Linked DNA regions of Oryzias latipes: region 1 is linked to region 2. The links are chromatin contacts, called in public Hi-C maps. All regions are on one chromosome and are shown on one strand. Each heading gives the region's core, a stretch centred on a gene start, on an enhancer-like site or on the middle of the called end of the contact. The rest is flanking DNA. Distances are from core to core; before and after follow the strand shown. Region 1 holds the start of LOC101156102 (CTP synthase 1). Region 2 holds the start of LOC101155614 (forkhead box protein O6).

Region 1 (5,085 bases), core at 1,975-4,474, 230 kb after region 2:
TGGATGGATGGATGGATGGATGGATGGATAGATAGATAGATAGATAGATAGATAGATGGATGGATGGATGGATGGATGGATGGATGGATGGATGGATGGATGGATGGATGGATGGATGGATGGATGGATGGATGGATGGATGGATGGATGGATAGATAGATAGATAGATAGATAGATAGATAGATAGATAGATGGATGGATGGATGGATGGATGGATGGATGGATGGATGGATGGATGGATGGATGGATGGATGGATGGATGGATGGATGGATGGATGGATGGATGGATGGATGGATGGATGGATGGATGGATAGATAGATAGATAGATAGATAGATAGATAGATAGATAGATAGATAGATAGATAGATAGATAGATAGATAGATAGATAGATAGATAGATAGATAGATAGATAGATAGATAGATAGATAGATAGATAGATAGATAGATAGATAGATAGATAGATAGATAGATAGATAGATAGATAGATAGTTAGATTTACAGAGAGAGAGAGAGAGCGCTCAATGGTTGGACTATAAGCAGAAGTGAAAGAAATGCTCAAATAAATAGTAAAAAAGGTCATAAAGGATATACTTGCCGGGCAGGTTACTGCATTTTAATCGGTCTAGACAGAGAGGTAGAAATAGAAATAGAAATATCTTTATTTGTCATTGTACATGTACAACGAAATTACAGTGCAATTTTTTCCGGTGGAATAAAAAGTCAAGTAAGAGTAGAAAACTAAAAACTGCGAAATAAGACAACATAAGAAAGATATGTTAAAAAATATACAACAAAATATAAAAAGGAGGTTACACCTTCTCCGGTTATTGCACACTTCCCTAATAAATAAACTTTATTTAGCAGCATTTAAGGCCACGGTGGCTCTCGGATAGAAGCTGTTTTTTAATCTGTTTGTTCTTGTTTTAATTGTTCTGTATCTCCTGCCTGAAGGCAGCAGTTCAAACTGGGAATGTCCGGGGTGTGATGGATCCAGCAGAATGTTTTGAGCCTTTTTTAGGCAGCGAGAACTGTACAGTTCTTCCAGGGATGGGAGAGGGCAGCCGATGATCTTCTGGGCTCTTGTGGCGACTCTCTGGAGAGCTGTCCTAGCCACAGCTGTGCAACTGGCAAACCAGGCACAGACACAGTACGTTAAAATGCTCTCTATTGAGCAGCGGTAGAAGGACACCAGCAGTTTCTCCCTCAGTTTGTTTTTCTTTAAAAGCCTGAGAAAATACAGTCTCTGCTGGGCCTTCTTTACCAGAGCAGTGGTGTTGGCGCTCCAGGTCAGGTCCTGCTCAATGGTGACGCCCAGGAGCTTGAAAGCAGCCACCCTCTCCACACAATCCCCACCAATAAACAGTGGCTGAATGACAGTTTTTTTTTCTCCTGTAGTCCACCACCATTTCCTTGGTTTTTGTTGTGTTGAGGATTAGATTGTTTTTTTCACACCAGACACAGAGCCGCTCCACCTCGTCCCGGTAAGCGGACTCATCATTCCCAGAGATGAGCCCCACTACTGTGGTGTCGTCTGCAAACTTAATGATGGTATTGCTGGGGTGGGTGGAGGTGCAGTCTTGTGTGTAGAGGGTGTAGAGCAGGGGGCTCAGCACACAGCCCTGTGGGGAGCCGGTACTGAGGGTGAGAGCTGTCGACGTGTGGGACCCTACTCTAACCCTCTGGGGGCGGGCTGTCAAGAAGTCCAAAATCCAGAGGCATGTGGAGGTGGGGAGTCCGAGGGCCTCCAGTTTGGAAACAAGTCTGTGAGGGAGGATGGTGTTAAAGGCGGAACTGAAATCCACAAACAGCAGCCTCACGTAGTTCCCCGGTTGCTCCAGATGGGACAAAGCAGTGTGGAGAGTGGTGGTGATGGCATCTTCTGTGGACCTGTTCGCCCTGTATGCAAACTGGTAGCTGTCAAGTGTTGATGGAAGGCATGAGGTAATGTGGTTGCGTACCAGTTTCTCAAGGCATTTTGTGATGATCGGGGTCAAGGCGACGGGTCTATAGTCCTTGAGGCCTGTGATTGTGGATGTTTTGGGCAGAGGGACAATAGTTGAGGATTTGAGGCAGGGTGGGACGATGGACTGATGTACTGATGTAAGGAACGATAGACAGCCCATTTAAAAACAAACAAACACAGTCTTACATGTAACCCTTGTGCTATCCCAGGCACTTTAACGTTGGGTCATCTGGACCCACTAGACAGTGCTATGAACCTTTTTACTTCAATGATTTGTGAACCTCACTGGTGTCCATGGATTACATGAAATCTTTCCACCTTTATCCACCTTTGTCATGGTAGGGAGAACACGTCAATGTAAGGGTGGGGTCATCTAAGATAGCACAAGGGATGCATAAACACACAGAAAAGCACATAAATATAGACGAATGCAAACACGGACACACACAAATTAACACACACACACACTCGGACAAAATGGCAAACATGTACACAACAGTGTATCAATACTCCCACTCACAAACTGGCACTCATGCCTACACTTCCACTCACAGATAACCACATAATCACACAAAAATACACACATACAGTCTGTTTGATGTTTTCAAATCTAATCAGGTGTTACTTAAAAACCATAAAGCTGCTTCCAAAAACAGTCTACTAAGGGATTTTCCAAGCTGAAAGTTTGATGAAGTTCTTAGCTCTCAAAGAGAACAAACTATCAGTGGTGATTAAGGTTTTCTTCTTTTTTTTCAATTAGTATAAAGCAAACATTTTGAAAACAACCAATGTAAGAAAAAGCGAAAAACTAGAAGGAAACTCTTGATGGAGCTGGGCGTTTCCAGACCAAAAGTAGTTGAAATGACAAAAAGTGAGAAGACGTTTGAATGGGCTTAGTGTTTGGCATGGAACCTGGCGTCTAATTTTTAAGCTTTTTCACTTCATCTCACTGAGTGTGTGTGGTGAGGGATTGTAAGTTTGGATAAAAAAGAAAAGAAAAGTCAAAATGAATGTTTTCAGACAAGGACACGTTCTGTATTTACAGAAGTAAAAACAGGGGGGGGGGGAAATAATGAAAGTTTTAATCTCATAATTTATCATAAATATACTCTGATACTGAAATAAGTCTGTGCAAGCATTTCATGGTCATGGTTTTCACGTAAAGAGCACTGTCATCCTAAACTTGCTTTTTGAGCGGCTTAACGAATTTTTGAGAAACGCACCGCACCACCCTACTTTCCGAGGCAACCTTAAACGCATCACGAGTATTCGTCAGAATGAGGGACGCAAAGCGGCTCGTGGGCTTCGCACGTGTAGCGCACATCTAGAGGTTGCTTTGAGAAAAAGGTTGTCTTGTTCTTGGGTCAGAAGTTGATCTCAGACTAGAAAAACTGTGAACACTTTCTTGGTTTTAGCGAAACTCTGGACCGAGGAAGAGTCTCGTAAGTTGAAATCCGACGCTTGTGTTATGGAGAGGATTTTTAGCTAGCATGCCAACATAGTCAAGCGGCACAAAAAAAGCAGTAACTTCCGGTTGAGTACATAAAATTAAGGATTAAATTACATTTTTAAAACTATATTATTATGACTAAACCGGGGCACACTTGATAGTTAATAATAAATGATAAATTAATCAACATTATGCCATTTTTTAGGCTAATGATGACGTTAAAATCCTTTATTTACTTTGTATTCGAAATCTTTTATTTTGAATGACACCGGTTTTGTTATGTTATGGGATGTAATTTAAGATAAAAGCGCGAGTCTGTTTATATATGATATAGAAATAGTCGCTTCCCAGCACAATCCGTGGTTAAACGTTGATAAGGAACATTAATTTTGGCGCTTCGACTGTGACCTCTTATGTACTTTTTGACCGAAAAACAACCTTAACACAAACACGAGTTGGTGTGGGCTTAGTATTGGTATCGTGCCCTTTTAGACGGGCGGTGCACTACTTAAAGTGCGGTATTTTAAGGACTTCCCCGCCCGCTTAAGTTGTGCTGTTGAAATAATCGAGCAAGACAGATGTCTCACTCACTCTAGATGTTTTTCTTCCTTCTTTTTCCTATTTACTAATCCTATAATTAAATCATATAATGTATTAGTCTTCAAATTCTCAAGTGGTAAAGATTGTTTTGTTTTATTCCGCAATAACAGTTTTAATAGTGTTTGAAATGTAATGAGTTTTTTTACGTTGGGGGGGAAATTCACAAGTATTTCATAAAAAAAAATTCAAGATGAACACAGAAAGGACATGCATATTAATTTGTATTTAAAAGTCTGCTTCAGATTCTGCTTCGTCATGGTGTGACTCAGAGAAAAGGCTGACAGATGATTCAGCATTTGTGTTTACATCTTCTACTTGAAATTTCCTTTCAGGGTCTCATTTTTATTCCCATGTGTTTAAATTATTACACAATCATATTCCTGTACCCAAATATTTAGTTTTAAATGGGTCAAATGGAAGTCTGGTTTTATTTTTGTAGATGTTCAGGTCCACAGTCTGACTCCATCTGTCCAGGACTAATGAGCAAAATGATGAAGTACATCCTGGTGACCGGTGGGGTCATCTCCGGCATCGGCAAAGGCATCATTGCTAGCAGTGTAGGGACCATCCTCAAGTCGTGCGGCTTACATGTGACGGCCATCAAAATCGACCCGTACATCAACATTGATGCGGGGACTTTCTCACCCTACGAACACGGTACGTCAGTGACACACATACACACATGCCTTTGATTAAAGCCGCCGGGTGTGACTGTTCCTCGCTGATCGTTTCCAGGTGAGGTGTTTGTGCTCGATGACGGGGGGGAGGTGGACTTGGATCTGGGGAACTATGAGCGCTTCCTGGACATCCGCCTGACCAGAGACAACAACCTGACTACCGGGAAGATTTATCAGTCAGTCATCAACAAAGAGAGGAGGGGAGACTACCTGGGCAAAACTGTTCAAGGTAAAGAACCGATCAACCTTAAAGTATGGCAGGAAAAGAAGTTTTAACGGACGGAGAAACCCGTGTTCCTCTGCAGTTGTGCCGCACATCACAGATGCCATCCAGGAATGGGTTGTGAAGCAGGCCAAAGTGCCGGTGGATGATGATCAAGTAGAACCTCAAGT
Region 2 (5,978 bases), core at 305-2,804:
GTGGAAAAAGACACTTGCATGCAGCAAAACATCTGCATTTTGGAAAACATCTGTGTGCAAAAACACACTTGCATGCGGAAAAACATCTGCATGCAGGAGAAAGTTTGTGTGCAAAAAGACACCTGAATGCTGGAAAAAACATCAGTGTGCAGAGAAACATCTGTTTTCAGAAGAACTTTGATTTGCAGCAGAAGATTTGTTGTCTCAGAAGAACATCCCTGTGCAGCATAACATCTATTGGTAGAAGGTACATATAGGAATGTGTGTGTCCAGGAGCACATCGGAGTGCAGAGCTATATTGGTTTGTTAAAAAGAACAGCGTAGCTATGATTTGAAGAACATCTGGGTGCATAACAACATCTCTGTGCAGAACAACATATCTATGTAGAAGAACCACTGTATGGAAAATAATTTGTGTCCAGAAGCACATTTGTGTGCAGGAGACAATCTGTCTGCAGAAGAACATTTTTTTGCAGAAGAACATTCAGAGGAACATCTGAGTGCTTAAAAACATCTCGATACCCCAGAGATTTACCCTGAACTGTTCGATTGTCCATAATAAAACTGTTCAAATTTCCCCAATTTTGTGGATCTCCATCTTTTGTGATCTGTGGCTTTATTCATGGACAACAGTAAAGCGTTGCATATTTATTGGTCTGGTTTAAATGTAATGGACAGATGATGGGCTTATTTTCCTCTTTTCTCTCTTCAGCAGCTCATCCACAGCAGAGGCTTTGACAGAAGAGCGCGACAGGAAGTGGTCCCGCAGACATGCTGAGGGACCACAACACGGATGTACATGCTGTTAGACTGCACGGGAATTGGTCTTTGAAGCTCATATTGCATTAATAGAGACCCCAGCGGGAGCAACAACAAGTTTTAAGAGTTCTTTTTTTAATGGAACAACCTCATAAAGACTATCAAATTATGGTTACAAATAGATTTAAGGCTATTTCAAAAATGAAATAAATATTTTATCAAACATTTTCTCTCTCTCATTGTTTTACAGTTTTTCTTTACATGAGAAAAACGCTTCAAAAATACCTGTTTTGTTATTTTTTCATGATTAAATTGAAATGATCTATTATTTGCATTATACATTAATATACATCACTTAATGATATACATGCTTCACGTGCACTTTTATAACTATAGTAACGAGCATTAATGTCATACACAAAATTATTTGTTACTTAATTGTTTCTTTACGCAAATACATGTTGTAAAGGCGCGTGAATAAATAGATTTGAGGACAATGGTGTGGAATATTTAGGACATTCTACACCATTTCCCGCTTTTCCATGAAGCCCAATCCAAAAACCCCCATCCACAAGAGCCCCCCACCATGAAAAGCGTGGTTCAAATCACAAGTTTCCTCTTTGAACATCGCTTTTACACAATGTCTCTCTGTGATTTGGATTTATGAATTATGCATTTATGGTTAGACTAGAGTCGGAACTTCTCCCCCCTCCCCCCTCGCGCTCAGGAGGGAGTGACTTGGTCCACGCGCGTCCAATTACACAGCAGCAGCTTCTTCACTTAAAGTGTCTCAGAGCTGTATTGGCGCGCGGGCACGTGTGGACGCTGTCACGACGTGAAGATGCTCCAAACGAAACCTGCTCAGTTCCGTAGGATTGCAGCCACTTCTGAATAATTTAAGGGTGAAGCGGCGTGGGGATAAAAGGTGAGAGGGCGCTCGGACAGTTGGAGGAGTTGGATCAGATCAGCTGTTGCTGCGCCTTTGGGACGTTTGACCTCAGCGCGCAGACCATGACTGTCACAGGGTCGGACACACCTGTACCTGTCCTGATGTGAGGAGGAGGAGCTTGTTCCTGGGAGGAGGAGCCACACCGCTGCTCTGTGAAACACGGACTTCTTTCTGCTTCACGCGCGGAGCAGCTCGGGCTTCAACCCACGGACACGCGGCTGACGTGACCTCGCGACCATCATGCTTATGATGATGGAGAGCGGCGGAATGCACGCGCGTCCGGTTCGTTCTGGATTTGAGCCTCACGGACGCTCGTGCGCCTGGCCGCTGCCGTGCACGGAGGATTTCCCCTGCGCGGCGGAGGCGCGTGGCGGGGGTCCAGCGTCTGTCAAAGTGGAGCATTACGACGTTCCCGCGTGCCGGGCCGAGAGCAACGGCGCCGCGCCGGCAGACATTAAGCACCCTGCGGGCGCGTCGGCCCCTGAGGTGGCGGCCCCCGCCCGCGTGTCCGGAGCCGCGCTAGACGTGACGGGACAGCTGCGCAAAGCCAAGTCCTCGCGGCGCAACGCGTGGGGGAACCTATCGTACGCGGACCTGATCACGCGTGCCATTGAGAGCGCGCCAGAGAAGAGGCTGACCCTGTCCCAGATCTACGACTGGATGGTCCGCTTCGTGCCGTACTTCAAGGATAAAGGAGATAGCAACAGCTCCGCCGGTTGGAAGGTAAGTCACGTGACAGTCTGGCTTTCTCACACCTGACACGCATCTTCTCTAACGGCGGGCCAGATGGGGCGGCCGGCGCGCGGCAGCAGGGTTCAAGGGGTGCGTGCCGTTTGAGGTCGAGACCCAGGACACGCAAGCTTCCTCTTTACTCGGAATCCGGGAGCGCACTTCACAGGGATGCCGGGGTCACGCGGGGGGCAGCAGAGATTCAGCCCACCCTCTCTCTCCCCACCTATTCCTCTGAATTACGCAAAGCCAAAGCGCATGGCACTGCTCTAAAAGCACAATAACAGAGGAGATTGGGTGTCATAGTAAACAGATGTATACTCAGATAATCTTTTACATTCAAATTAATGTTAATCTAATCTCCGTGTCTTAATCTGCTTTTTGGCAGAAACTGACAGCAGGTTCTCCATGAAGTTGCTGAGGTGCAAAGAAGATTCTGTTCCAAAGCTGATCGATTTAGATTCAGAACTCACTCTTAAAGTCAAATAGCTTTTTTTGAAAACGATATTTAAGCAAATTAAAGAACACAAATGTTTCATTGCCCAACTCTCTAGCTGTCAAGCTCTGAACACGTCTTAGCTTCTTCCTCCTTCATGAGTCTAAACTGAAGAAGGTTTTTAGGATTCTTCTCCAACAGTTTATACCGAAAGTCTTAGAAAATGTGCAGCAAAGTTTCTTAACTCCAGCACAGACCTGACAGATGATTCTTCTAAGCCTCTTCAGGAGGCAGAGCCTCTACGTCTTTCTTTGTTCCTTCAGTGAGAACACAGGAAGACTCTTTGTCAAACACGCTCAGGAAGAGGGAACTCCGCTGCGATGGGATCAGCGGGCGTTTTACTGCATCTGAGTGTGACACTGACTCCGTTTAAAACCTACTTTATGCTGTCTCCTTCAAAGCGTCCTTCTGGATTTGTCCTCTGACTCGCATGGATCGGGTGTCTCTGAGGCGCAGATGAATGGAGAAAATGTGGATTCACAGAGAGTTTCTCTGCAGGACGTGTTTGTCAGTTTGATGCTGGGTAGCAAAAGCTCAACAGGTGACGGTTTGGTTGGAGGTCAACCAAAGGTCTGAAACCACAAAACATATGTAAAACATGAAGGTCTCGCAGACTTTTCAGGTCTGATAAACAGCTTTGAAGGTGCCAACATAAGTAAATGCTACAAATCCCCCCAAAAGAAAAGAAAACATTTCCCCAAAACTGAAATGATTTGCATTTGAAATGACTATTCTGTCAGACCTAGTGTGTGTGTGTGTGTGTGTGTGGGGGGGGGGGGGGGTAGAGCTACTCAGCCTCATGGCGGCGAACATGTTGAGCCAACATCGGTCAAGATCAACCCAAAAAAGGAAAAGAGGTCCACCTGGACATCCAGCTGGGTTTGATGTTTCATTTGATACAAAGGAAACTTTTACTAAAAGAACAATGAGGAGGAACTATTGGTGTGACACGATTTAGGGACACTTAAGAGTTTCTGACAATGGGAAGCTGGAGTTTTTTCAAACACCTGTTAGGAATTAGTCTGGTTTTCACTGCAGACATGTTGGTGTGGAGAGCCACCTTAACCTCATTGTCTGCGGAACTGAAGGAGATCCACTGGAGACTTGATGCTGCCTTAAAAAGCTCCATATGCTGCAGGCCAGGGGCTTTCCTGTGGTTACAGCCACACAGAAAACAGTGAGCTGCTTTTCCAGGTTCTTGACCATACACCTGAGGGACGAATGAGTGCACCTGAGCTCTTCTTCAGCGCTCCAAACATGGAAGATGTTTAGAAACATTTGTGGTGTTACGCTAGAAAATACTTTTGAGAAGAACTGAATTCCAAAAATACAGCAACTGGTCGTATCTGGGTTTACTCATTCTGTTTTTTCCTTAAATTTGTTGTATTTATTTGTATTTATTTGAAATTTATCACAACAGCTGCTAACACTCTCTTTTAACCCCAACAGAAACTATGTTCCCACTTCTGATTAAGACAAAAGCAGAAAAAACAAATGCTGCAGTTTCCTCTAAGAACCTCTGGAGGCACGTTTTAGCAGAGAACAATCTGACATCGACTCCCATGTTAAAAAGGTCCAACTTTTTAAACCCTTTTCTTTTGTCTATTATTAGGGGTCCAATTGTGTTTGTGGACAGAAATACACACAAAAAATCGTTTTTTATTCAAGAACCCAAACTAAATTAATGTTTTAAGTAACTATTTCGTCTTCAAATAAATGTTTTCTTTACTAAATTTAGTTTTGAAGATATTCCAAAAGTCTAAAAATAAATAATTTACATTTCTAGGGACATCAAGCTGGATATAAAGATAAAGTTGAAAAGGATTTTGAGTACTTTTGGTTAGTTACATCTACTCAGTTTGTGGGAACTTTGCAGATTTTTAGTGTTAAATTTAAGGTTATTTTCGAAATGATTTAGAAATTGTGTCTAAATAATATTCTCCTTATTAAATATTTTGTTTAATGAGAAAGAAAAGCGTAAAACTACACGAACATTTTAGAGGGTAAACTAAGGCTACGTTCACACTGCAGGCTGAAACGACCCAATTCCGATTTTTTTGCCCCTATGCAACCCAATTCCGATCTTTTCATGACAGTCTGAACGACACAGATCCGATCTTTTCAATTGCGACCCAGGCCACTTGGGTATGCCGTCCTGATTCCGAAACGTATCCGATCTTTGCCCCCCCATTCTCCACCGCTGCACGCGCTCTTCTCCTGTCTGTACGGCGCGCGCGGCCCAAACACATCCTCATTCTACTACGGTGGGTACAGACGATATGCAAAAAGAGCTCCACCGTTGACATCCATTGTTCACGTTGGCTCCGCAAACAACGAGTGACGTCGTTCACCGTTGAGTACTCTTCTGCGCATGCGGGTCAGTTTTGGGTCGTCTCACGGTCACACTGGAGACCACAAAAGTTCGGATTTACTTGGAAATGTGAACGGTCTTGCAAAAAATTTGGATTTTTTTCAAAAAAATCCGAATTGAGCATTAAGCCCTGCAGTGTGAACGTAGTTTGACATACCAAAGAAGAGTGGGGCAGGAAAAGGAGCGGGAGGTTTTGTGAGGATTATTGTGATCTCAGGGTGCGTGTGCGTTTTTGTGGGTCGTGTCCTGCTAGTGAACATGTTGGTATTAGTTTAAGGTTCTGTGATTCTGCAGTTCTGACAGGATGAAGCAGCAAGATTCTCTTTACAAATCTATAGTTAGCTAGGCACTAAAAGTGAAAATAAAATAGAGGGGTATGGGGTCTTATCTTTTAAAACATGGGAGAAAAAGTAGCCATAATCTGATCTAAGGGTCAGCTCAGTGGATGTCAAATTTGACAAGGGCTAGTTGTAGATTTTCCATCAGTCTGTAGAGTAGCGGGGGGTGGGTGACAAGTCAAATTGGGGAGTTCTTGCGCTGTTGCCGGTTCAGGATAAAACACAGACAGGGTGGAAACCTGTAGGCGCAGATCCCAGCTCCTCAGTGCCTGCAGGACCCCGTGGGGGCTGAGCATTTCTCAAAATTAGCTTGTTATAGGGGATTAAAAACTACGT

What was found. Hi-C and Micro-C count contacts between places; a contact is called where the count stands out from the background.
Region 1: a contact with region 2 is called in a Hi-C map of embryo, with 4 times the contacts expected there. The contact joins the promoter of LOC101156102 here to the promoter of LOC101155614 in region 2. A contact is called at or near these places in 4 of 5 Hi-C or Micro-C datasets (embryo, fibroblasts and gastrula embryo).

Annotation. Positions count from the first base shown.
Region 1 is chr11:18,201,583-18,206,667 of ASM223467v1, forward strand. It overlaps LOC101156102 (CTP synthase 1), which reads left to right and starts at 3,225. Exons shown (of 18, transcript XM_011481062.3): 1 at 3,225-3,407; 2 at 4,455-4,672; 3 at 4,751-4,921; 4 at 4,998-5,085. The coding sequence starts at 4,495.
Region 2 is chr11:17,977,475-17,983,452 of ASM223467v1, forward strand. It overlaps LOC101155614 (forkhead box protein O6), which reads left to right and starts at 1,555. Exons shown (of 2, transcript XM_023960041.1): 1 at 1,555-2,431. The coding sequence starts at 1,949.